Regions from separate parts of the Gasterosteus aculeatus genome. Here all the other regions are linked to region 1. Evidence: chromatin contacts called from public Hi-C data. All regions are on one chromosome and are shown on one strand. Each heading gives the region's core, a stretch centred on a gene start, on an enhancer-like site or on the middle of the called end of the contact. The rest is flanking DNA. Distances are from core to core; before and after follow the strand shown.

Region 1 (3,541 bases), core at 663-3,162:
TACCTTAACCCCCATCTTATAATACCCAAATCACACCAACTGGCTTTTTCTTTTTTTCTTTTTTTTTTACGGGCAGAAACAGGAAACACGAGAGATGAAACAATCAAATAAACTCCAGATGCACGTGGGCTGCCATGCATCTCGCCGCGGTAGCCAACGTGTTCATGGCTACTTGATATGGGCCGGGAGCGAAGTGGCATCGCCACCCCCTTTCTTCCATCCTGTGCACTCATGCAGTGGCCAGCACCTAATTAAAACCTCAAAGCTCCCCGTCACCAATCTGGAGTAATGGCCTAATTAATACTCGGTGAAGAAATATTCCAGAATGATAAACAGGTTGCACCTTGGGTCTTCATTGCCTTTATCATCTAAAATATAACGGGCCAAGTTTTAACTATCAAAGATAATGCATGTTTGTTAAACTAGACTACTTAAAAAAAAGGGGGGGAAATGAGAACGGTGAGGTATCCTTTTTAATTATACTATCTTATAAAGAATGGCAATGAATTATAAATGATGTCATTAATTAGAAAAAAAAAGTTTTAATTATGTATTATTTTCTGGGAATTTTCCTTTGTTTCTTTTTTTCGAATTCTCTCAGCGTTAACAGCCAAAAATAAATCCTTTTTTTAAAATCTCACAGCTGTATATGCCATGTCATGTATTCTTGTGAGATTCAAGAGAAAAGCTCCCTTCACCTTTTTTCCCTCCCTGTCCCGATTTCCTAATCTTAAATATGAAATTATAATTTCATGCAAAGTAAGGGGGAAGAATAGTCTCTAGTCATTGACATGCTGTATAAGAGAGGAAAAGGGGAAAATGAAGAGGTAATTAGCAGGGTGGAAGACTTTGTCGCATTTGTCTGAAAGCACGGTCTCCACTGGCCATGAATGAATTTGCATGCTTAGTTTATCGAAGCGCACTTATTAGGCCAGCTGAAAGAGAGATTAAGCCAGCACAAAATGTGGTGACTAATCCTTTTAAATGTGGCGGAGGGTCTATAAGGTGTGAACCGTTACGCGCGTAGGTTCGTCGGTATGGAATACTTTCACACAGCTGAATGTGTGGAAGAAGAAGCAGCAGCAGCAGATGCAGGGTTAACTATTTAATGACAAGGACAGTGATTGACACAGGTAATAAATTGATAGTTTATCAGAGACACTTTTATCTCTCTAGAACAAATACAGCAGGTGGGGTCAGCCTGGGTACAATGATGGAAACACTTTGTGTGGTCCAACATCTGTTTTTTTTTATAATTCATCAATACCTTGGTTAGTTTAGTTAATCATACATGTAAGGTCAAAGGCGGGACGGTGTTGAGCTAAATCCGTTGTCTCACTCTACTGCTGCTTTTTTTTTTCATTCATTTTTTATCATTGAGCACATCTCTTAAGTTTCAATACTCTACCAGCTTTGCTTTGACGGGATTAAGGTGCTTGTCGTACCGACTGTGGCTTTCATTTTGATCCGAAAGAAGAAAAGAAAAAATCTGTACAAACAAACAGAAGCAATTTTTTCTGTCAACCATCTCCGTGTGCAGGAAAATGTTTGCTCTGCCGGGTTACGGAGCCAACACCCCGTCCCCGTCCCCGTCCCCGTCCGTAATTGACTGCAAACAGGAACGTAGTGACTTTTAAACACTGTCCTCCTCTTTCTCCTGTGTGTCACACACATAGACACACACACACACACAGGCAGACACGCACCCCGGCCCCCCTCAGCCTCAGGTCCCCCCTATTCCGCCGTGTGTTTTTTCATGTGACATTCTATTGACTTGGGTCAGTAGCAGGCAGCACCGGCAATAATTACTGCCCGTACACGATGAATCTGAAGCCCAGCTGTTCACTTCTGTCACTGCCAACGGAGACAGAGAGAGAGAGAGAGAGAGAGAGAGAGAGAGAGGCAAAGCCCAGTTTGCTGGATTCCTTTCTTTTTTTTCTTTTTTTTTACTTGGTAACTTGATAGGATTACATGGTTCCAGAGCCCACACCTGTTAAGAGGCTGTTAGCAGAACAGTTGGCCGTCCCATATCCACAGCTTAGCCTTTTTCTCCTCTTGTCGCTGTCCATTCCGTATCCCCTTTTTAGGATTTCACCCCCGCGTGCATGACGAGAGTTCGCGTCTCACCGGGCTCCTGCCTCAGCCGGGGGTGAGGGGCTGGTTTTGGGGGAGGGGGGAGGGGGGAGTGCGCCCCTTGAGACACGTGAGCACGTATGTGTTTGATGTTTGGGAGCGTAGCCTTAGCGCCTGTGTGCGGGAGGCCCGGGCCCTGACGTCTCTCTTTCCCTCCCTCTCCTGAGACACGTGGGCCATCAGTTGCACTTCCCTCGCCGAACTCAGTCACACCGGAGCCGCCCCCCCCCTCGAACAACGTGTATTTGAGTAACACAACAGCGAAGAAAGAATGAATTCAATTCGGTTTTGTTTTCCACCAGGGTGGAGGGCAGGTGTTGGCAAGGTCATAAAATCTCCAAATACAGGTTATACCAGACGATTTCAATGATTAAGGGTTAGGTTGAGACGTTTCTGCATATTTCAGGAGTGCCAAAGCCCTGTTGTCTATTAGAAATACTTTTGGAAGGAGTGGAGAAATGAGTAATGCATCAAATGTGTTGCCTGTTTTCTCTTGTTCGGCTGATAATGAAGTGAAAAACGGCCCTGGCATGAAGTCTGAACACCGTGAAAAACTGTGCAGGAGATGACAGTTGACAGAGTCAGAAAATACACAATACAGAAGGTTGTTTAGTGCCTTGGTGCAACGTCTCGCGCTGCCTTATTTGGCATTCAGCAGCAACCCGGCTCTTTGGCTTCGTCACTTTCGATGGACTCTCAGCACCTGTTCCCCCTATTGTGCCGGAATTTTCTATATTTGGCCAAGTCGAAACCCTCTCAATTGCTGCGTGTGACATTAGTATTTGGAAATGAACTGGGCATTCTGCTTTCTTAGTCGAGAGACAATATTAGAAAACATGATTCGACTTGGGAGAACTAGGAAACATTCCTCTCCGAGGCATCGAAATGTTATGTCGTCCCTGGCATGTTATTGACACGTTGCATTGCCGTGCAATTTCTCTTCCTCCTGAAGCACAGGAGAAATAAAAAAGAGCAAAGTTAATAGATATCTCAGGCTAACTTTTTAATTGTTCTGATACGTAATCGCTAAATGACAATAAAAAAAGGAGCAGGGCCACTTTAAAAGCTTTATCTCTCCTGCTCTGTGCCCAAAGTGTCATGTCCATAACAGCACCAGCTGATCTACAGAGTAAAATAACCGCTAAGGCTTATTGTTTGGACAATATTGGAGCCCCCCCCCCCCCCCCCCCCCCCAAATCTCCACCCCCCCCCACCCCCTGCCTCCTGCTCCCCCCGCTGCTTCTCTCCCCTCTCCCTTGATTCATTTCACCCACTGTCCTCGCCTGCTGGAAAATGGCGTTAATTTTTTTATTACCTGTTTGACTCTCCAGCCTTATTACTGTAGCCCCTTAATGTTCTCTGTAACCGTGGAAACCAGATGAATAAATGTCCGCCAAAGAAAATGAGA
Region 2 (3,541 bases), core at 287-2,786, 100 kb after region 1:
ATAATCTCAATGAAGTGCAAAGAGACTGAAGAGACGGCAAACGATTCCACCATCCCTGCTTAGAAATCTCCCCGTGTCGGGCCTCAAATTTACGGTAACAGTTAAATTAAGTAAAGGGGTTAAAATGCTGGAAGGCAATATTGATAATTCCATTGAAAATGCAGAGGGGGTTTGTCAATATTAATTTTCCTGAACCCAAAGGAGCATCCCAACCGGTTTGTCATCTATTCACAGGGCCCCGAATTGTGCACTCCGAAGCTAAATCGACCCCTGTCATACCCCCCGGGGCAAAGAGCTACAGCCACAACCTTTGACCCGTATAGACTAATCTTGCCAACAAAAAAAAAAAAGAAAACACAGTGTGCATCCCAGGCCAACCACATTCTCTAAACAAACACATAACGTTAATGCAATGTTCAGATTCTCAAATGTCGCTCACCTTTTTTCGTCAAGAAGGCTTTTCTGGTGGCCAAAGGACTCTGACGTACTTTTGGGTTCTGTAGAAATTTGACAGCAGTGGTAATCTGGAAAGAGACAAATGGGATGTAATTTCTCATGGTGAGATAGTGTGAGGGAGAGGGGATACGGTCTGCGGGAAAGTGAGGCTTTTAACAGTTCACACAACAGTCTAGACCTTCTTTAAGAAGAAGGTTCATTAGAAACCCCGGCAAAATCGTAAATGGATTTAATTTGATATTTTCTTCTAAAGACCCCACACCCAGCAGTGAGGAGAAAGACCACCTGACCACTTTCCTGCTAAATGTGGGGAATGACCAAATCAGCCGTTATAAAATTAGCCCATCAAGAGTGCTGGACAAATGGAGTATGGAGCTTAATTTGCTATTACCCTCTTAAAGGCAAACTTCCATTCTTAAGTGCGCAGTGGAAGAAAATCTATACTTAATGCAGAGGTGATCATTTGTATCTAATAACTTGAGAATCCTAGGCTGAAAACTTCTGTAATTCTTCCAGTTAAAAACCTGCCATGATCAAATCACCCGGCCTGAATGTTGTAATGACTTGAAACGTTAATGCACTAGAACGTTAAATAGCATCAGAACATCAGTAGTTTTAAGTGCACTGCGTTCATCGATTCTATTATGTTTTCCTTCGAGATGCACCTTAATTTTCCACCCCAGTATGCATTTCCAAGAATTGGAGGGAGGGAAAAAAAAAAGAAAAGAAAATCATCCTCAAATGGCATTAAAACATAAATTTGAAGTGGGCGCCATGAAGTGGCGCCTCCTAAAATAGATAAATATGTAAGAACACGGAGAAAGGGGAAAGACACTGGAGGGGAGGTTTAGATGACTTATTATCGCACCTGTGGTCCCCGTGATTCAATTGTAAAAGTCATCCCTCTAATAGGTTGAAAGGTTTTGATTACTCTTCTTTTCTCTTAGTGTTGAAAGATACAAAGTGATTGAGCGCCCTGCCAGTGGTAATTCGTTTTGGGTAATGCATTGCATATACTATGAACCAGTTTCAATCCAAAAGATTCGCAGTTCAAACTTGTCCACGGCTGAGGTGTGGCAGGGAGGCTGCATTTCCTGCATTTCTGTGACAGGCAAACAGTACAGCCGAGGCTCGGGGCCCCGGCAACTTTATGGAACTTCTAACAACCAATTTGACCCGTCTTTAAACAACAATGAATAAGCTCATAAGCAACTCAATAACACTTCTATCCTAATAAAAGGTAAACATATGAAAATACCATGCAGCATCCAGAGACCTGCTGCAGAATTATACTACTTTAAAAAAGGTCTACCTTTAGATAAATGCAATAATAAATACATTAAAAGTGAATTTGACCATAACATGCCAGATTCCCCCCAAGAGATGCTGGAACAATCTATTTAGACACTAATCTACCATTTGACTGTGACACGACCGTGACGTTGATGTCCCTATAGGTTACGCGAGGGGTGATGGAGTTTCCTGTATCTCTACACGCTGGTGGGCTTATTGAAGTCGACCCCCCGGAACCTTCATTGGGACAAGCAGATTAAACCATTTGCATGGTGAACCCAACTGATGATGTTCTGCAGCAAACGATTGAGTCAAAAACACGGAAAATATCCACTTTGATAACGAGACAAAGTCATTCTGCTCTTGGCAAAGCGCTTACTGCTCAACTAAGTGAGCCAATGAGACTACTTGTGGTGAACGCACAACCGAGAGGCAGTAAACACACTGAAATCTAATATTCTAATATTTATTCCAGTAAATAACGGAGTGATGTAGGCTCTGTGAGGGGTAATTGTCTAATAGAGGAGGAATATGCTGAATGAGCAAACCGTGTTTATATTCTCTTCAGATTTCAATAGCACAACATTGACAGGAAAATTGTGTCAATATTAATGGGCGTAAGTATGACATCGTAGCAAAGACCGCAGCTAGCTCAGCGGCAAACTAATGAGGCAACTGTCCATTTGGTTAAAACTGTAGTGGTGGATCTTCAGGGAGAGGAAAAGTGCACTTCTTAGCAGATGACATAGATGCTTTGCACAAGTTCCACCCAGACATCTCAATCAATTATAACCACATTGCAGAGATTTCAGTCTTGTCTTGTTATTGACTTATGGATCATCCCAGTTATAGTGTTGGGTAGCACACAACTGGGCTTTTAGGGGGGCAGGGGGGGTCCTGTGAACTGAACTGTAGAAGGCACATTCGGGCCCGGCTCTGTAAATAACAAAAAATAATAATAATTCTGAATTTACTTTCTTTTGGAAAATCTGAGGGTAATTTTTGGTAAAAACAAACAACTCTTTTGTTAAAAACCTGTCGTAAAGCTTTGACTGCTAATGCACGAAAGTGCTCCGTGTTAAGAGCAATAATCTTTACAAACCAGATGACCAATAGAGTGTCAGGTAAAGCCGAAAAAGAGGGGAAACTCAATCATAGGAAGAGATAACATTAACCAACCCACTTAAAGAGAGTGAAGTTGATGAGCGGACACGATTAAAGCAATGTTATCGAGTTTGGATTGGACAAGACTTTGCTCTGCGCTCGTCTGAAAATTACAATGGCCATAACTTCAATTGTGAGAAGTGAGGGTAAAATCCAGTTATGTTCGAACCATATGGTGGGACGCCTGGGCAAATCCATGTAACCAGTTGTGTATTGCTGTAACTAGCGATAGCACTTAACTACGATATACGGTGAGGCCTTTGGATATTTAGTAGCTGTGCATCGAAAGGAGGTTTCAGAATCTGAGCAGTTGTGAGATTGAGACTTATACAGAAACCGTACGTCTCTCTCGGCTGGTTTCACCACGTGAAGTTCCTGTAAGTTTCAGAGTTTGAAATAAACACTCAAACCACAACTGATTTGAAAAGATACCCTTTTAAGAAACGATTCGAAACCCTTGTTTTCAGTCTTAATTGCTTGGGCCAAACAAAACCCACAGTTGCAACAATGAAGACATTCAAAGGGCACGATGGGACTAGAAGCTGGTGGGGGGGGTGAGAGGGTATTGGGGGGGGTACAACGGAGGGTCTAAAAGGAAATCATTAGCAAGTATAGGATTCAGTCTCAG
Region 3 (3,541 bases), core at 419-2,918, 87 kb before region 1:
ACAATTGGTGGAAACATTGGGACGTAAGATAATAAACGTGTACGTTTTAATGACATACAGTTTGAGAGATTGGTCTGAATTGGGATATTTATTAATCAGACTTTGTGTTGCCTCCATGTGTTTCTGGAATGAGGATTAGATGGTGATGTGATTATAATATGACACATCAATTAACAAACATCCCAATTGTACTGGAGGGACACCAAGCAGTAGGTCACATTCCTTGGACCCTAAACGCCACAACGGGTTTAGATCAAAGAGTAAAGCGCTATCTACCTCGTTAGTTGACTCGCATCGATCCTCTTAATTCTTTATCGTGTACAACAGGACACGTCACAAAACTGCTAATTGGCAATAATCTGTTTGTCAATAGTTTGCAAGACTGCAGAATTTAGATAAGGATAGTTCAAATCTAAAATACATTATCACAGCCTCGCCGTTCCTATGGGCTTTGCTCCTGGGATACCTTCAAGGAGTCTCATGCTCAGAATATTTTACAGTAAATTATTGATATATGGTAGTCGGTAGGAAAGGTGAGAGAGAAGGAAAATAAAGACAGAAAGGGACATTTGTGCTCTGCCGAAAGAAAAAGTAAACTCGGACTGGGAAAAACTTAAATAATGGTTGATCAATTGTGAAACTTAAACGACGCATACACACAAAAAGTCCACTACGGATTTGTTTTTGCTGCGATATTAATGTTTTAAATATCGAAGAGAACTTTTAATTGTACATTAATAACAGCTGTATATATGCCTCAGGATTTAGTGGTCACCAAAACTGCTAACAGGAGAAGTTGGTAATACATGTTCAGAAAAACCACTGTAAAAGAATGCTGCTGCTGTGCTGAATTTGTAAATAGGCAAATGGTTGTCAACATATTGTGATCATGGTGTTACATAGAGCTGCATGTAACTTTTATTTTACCAGAAAAAGCACTTAAATAAAACATTGCATACACTGAATAAAAAGGAATTAGAATGACTCCAAGTTAGTTCTTCTTCTTCTTTATTGTCATAATGGCTTTAATAAAGTATATTAAGACAATGATTAATACAGTTAGAGACCTCAATGGAAGACTTTTAACATATTGCCTAACTCCAGTGCTTTTACCCTCTGGAACCAAGTTCCAACTCAGTTCTAATATTGACTCTCATTTATTCATAAGGAAACCAGGTCTGGGTAACGTAAATGCAAATGAGTATGTTTTATGGGCCAGAAATGTTATCCTGGAACTGCCGTTTATTACATTGTTACATCTAGACTGTTATCAGCTGTATTTGCAGTTTGCAGTTGCACAAAAAAAGACACTGTGGCCTGTAATCATCTCGGACAGGACTCGATTTGCTGGTGGACTCGGTCTTTGTCTCTACTTTTGGACTTGGTCTTGATTCTGGACCTTGTCTATAGGACTTGATGAAGTTGGTCTAGACTACAGCCGCGCCTCTAACAATAACTATTAATAACTACTTTATTAGCCCGTGACAATGTGACAAGTGATTTCACTTGGCCTGGGTGTATTAACCCATAACACATTGATGTGAAATATAACGAAAGAGCCGATCGTTTGGTCAAACTCTCACACAAGAGACCACAGCTGAACTCCAGTCCACGTTTTCTAAGCGACACCTGCCAGCCGAGAAATTCAATTAACGACTCCTCTTCCCGCTTGGAGCCGGTCTCCAGGGCAGATCTTCCGGGCGACTCGCCCAGTGAGAAATTAGAAAATGCTACATAATAAAACCCGAAAAAACTGAGAAAAAAATAATGTGTCAACTTCATGAATGAAAGCGCTCACAATATCCACCGTAAACACACACACACACGCGCGCACACCTGCTCTAAGTCGGAAGTCACCGAGAGACAACGAAGTATACCTCAGGTAAGAGTTTTCCTTTTCCTCTCAACTACTGGACGGGCTGCTCCCTCTCTAGACACATCATTCCCTGCCGGAAAGCGACATCCACACAGCGGGGTGGCAGTGGCCGTGGGCGCGGGCGTTTCGAGGCAGTTATTGAGGCAGTTTACGGCGAATGTCAGTGAATTGACGGACGGACTCGGTGGACGCGACGCGGCGGCGGCGGCAGCAGGTCCGCTGCGGACTCACGCAGTCTGATAAGCGCGTCTGGAAGGAACGCACACAAATAACAAACAAATCAAAAAAGAAAAGAGGACCGGGCTTTCCCGTAAAACTTTATAAATTCCCCTCACAGTGTTTTTTTTTTAGATGAACACGCCGTCAATATCGGGCGAAACAAGCGCGCTTCCCGCAAAAAGTTGACACGGCAACTTCTCCCCCTTCTGCTCCCGTTTCCCCCCCCAAAGATATGAAGCAGAGAAAAGAGCGAAAACGGGACCGACGTGAGGTTGTTTTTATTGTGCATTCAGCAAAGTGTTCAGTCAACACTTTACACCTCGCCAGGACTTTTGGGCGCGTCTGCTTTACCTAAAAACTGCCGAGTTTTTGTTGTGAAAAAACTTGGTGAAAGTCGTTTGGTTCGCTTATAGCAGGTAGCAGCCTCGCGCAGCGTCATTTACCGTAAATAGAGGAACTGGTATAAATGCTGTCAATATTCAAAGCTCCGAATGCGGAAGTTGAGCTGATTCTCTGTAAATGGCTTTTGGAAGTATGGTCTGTTGGTCACAGTGTGACCTGCTGACAGATGAACGGACCTCGTTATTAGTCCGTCTGGCAAAAATAAACAAAAAAAACCCTGCTTATTTGCCCCAATATGTCGTGCGAACTATTGTCAGTTTATCCACCTTCACGCACTTTGGCACGCTTCTCCTTCTGTTCCTTCTCTCGGCAGCTGAAACGCAGCTTTTTTCCCCTGACTTCCACCGTCTGTAGAGCAAAAAAACCACAACAATCTGTTTAAAATCTGTTTAAAAAACACTCTGTGTACCCTGCGTGTTTGATTAGCTGTGAGCTTTATAAATCACCACTTTGATGTGAGATTTCATTTAACATGCTTTTGTAAAGGGTCGCCGTAGTGAATTGATAGAGGTCTGTGTTGTGTGCAAGCCAACGTGTTTGTTATTATTCTCAGGGATGAAGAAGAGGACAGGAATAGATCACTGGCACTTTAAACCCCGAGTTCTCATATTCTCACCGGATCTTTCTCCTTTGCTAATTATTGTGTTGTTTTCAGAGCAAATATGTCATATCCATGGCGACCAGGCAGGTTTATTGTCTCTCCCGTGCAATAGCTCACAAAAGTAATTAATTATCCTTTTCCCCCCCCTCTCTCTCCCTCCTGTCTTTGGTTAAACAGATCATTCATGGAAAGCCATCGTCTATATTAAAATGCCAGTTCTAGTACAACACAAGGTAAACATTACATTTCTTATCTTTTACTTTACGGTTTTGTGTTTGATTTTTTTTTTTGTCTCCCCAGTCAGTCGTCGATTAAATAAACGTATAATGTAAAAAGATGCATTATGTTCCCAGTGTTCTTTTGAGGTCTTCCCCATAATAGCCCCCTACTGCAGCAGCTGTCCAGCCTAACTGTATTCATGCGTGCAAAGCAAGCACACGCTT

The links. Hi-C and Micro-C count contacts between places; a contact is called where the count stands out from the background.
Region 2: a Hi-C map of whole body shows a contact between it and region 1, with 3 times the contacts expected there. The contact joins two enhancer-like sites. A contact is called at or near these places in 3 of 6 Hi-C or Micro-C datasets (liver, skeletal muscle and whole body).
Region 3: a Hi-C map of tail fin shows a contact between it and region 1, with 2.8 times the contacts expected there. The contact joins the promoter of casz1 here to the enhancer-like site in region 1. A contact is called at or near these places in 3 of 6 Hi-C or Micro-C datasets (skeletal muscle, tail fin and whole body).

Annotation. Positions count from the first base shown.
Region 1 is chr2:12,714,404-12,717,944 of fGasAcu3.hap1.1, forward strand. All of the region lies in intron 4 of casz1 (castor zinc finger 1), which reads left to right. Among protein-coding and RNA genes, the nearest start is that of LOC144384509, 5.1 kb to the left of the region's middle. Within about 2 kb of position 1,913, at least 4 of the 9 cell types and tissues checked have open chromatin away from gene starts, as enhancers often do.
Region 2 is chr2:12,818,630-12,822,170 of fGasAcu3.hap1.1, forward strand. pex14 (peroxisomal biogenesis factor 14) reads right to left here. Exons shown (of 10, transcript XR_005713669.2): 3 at 440-524. Among protein-coding and RNA genes, the nearest start is that of pex14, 16 kb to the right of the region's middle. Within about 2 kb of position 1,537, at least 2 of the 9 cell types and tissues checked have open chromatin away from gene starts, as enhancers often do.
Region 3 is chr2:12,627,178-12,630,718 of fGasAcu3.hap1.1, forward strand. casz1 (castor zinc finger 1) reads left to right here and starts at 1,669. Exons shown (of 22, transcript XM_078083529.1): 1 at 1,669-1,882; 2 at 3,276-3,331.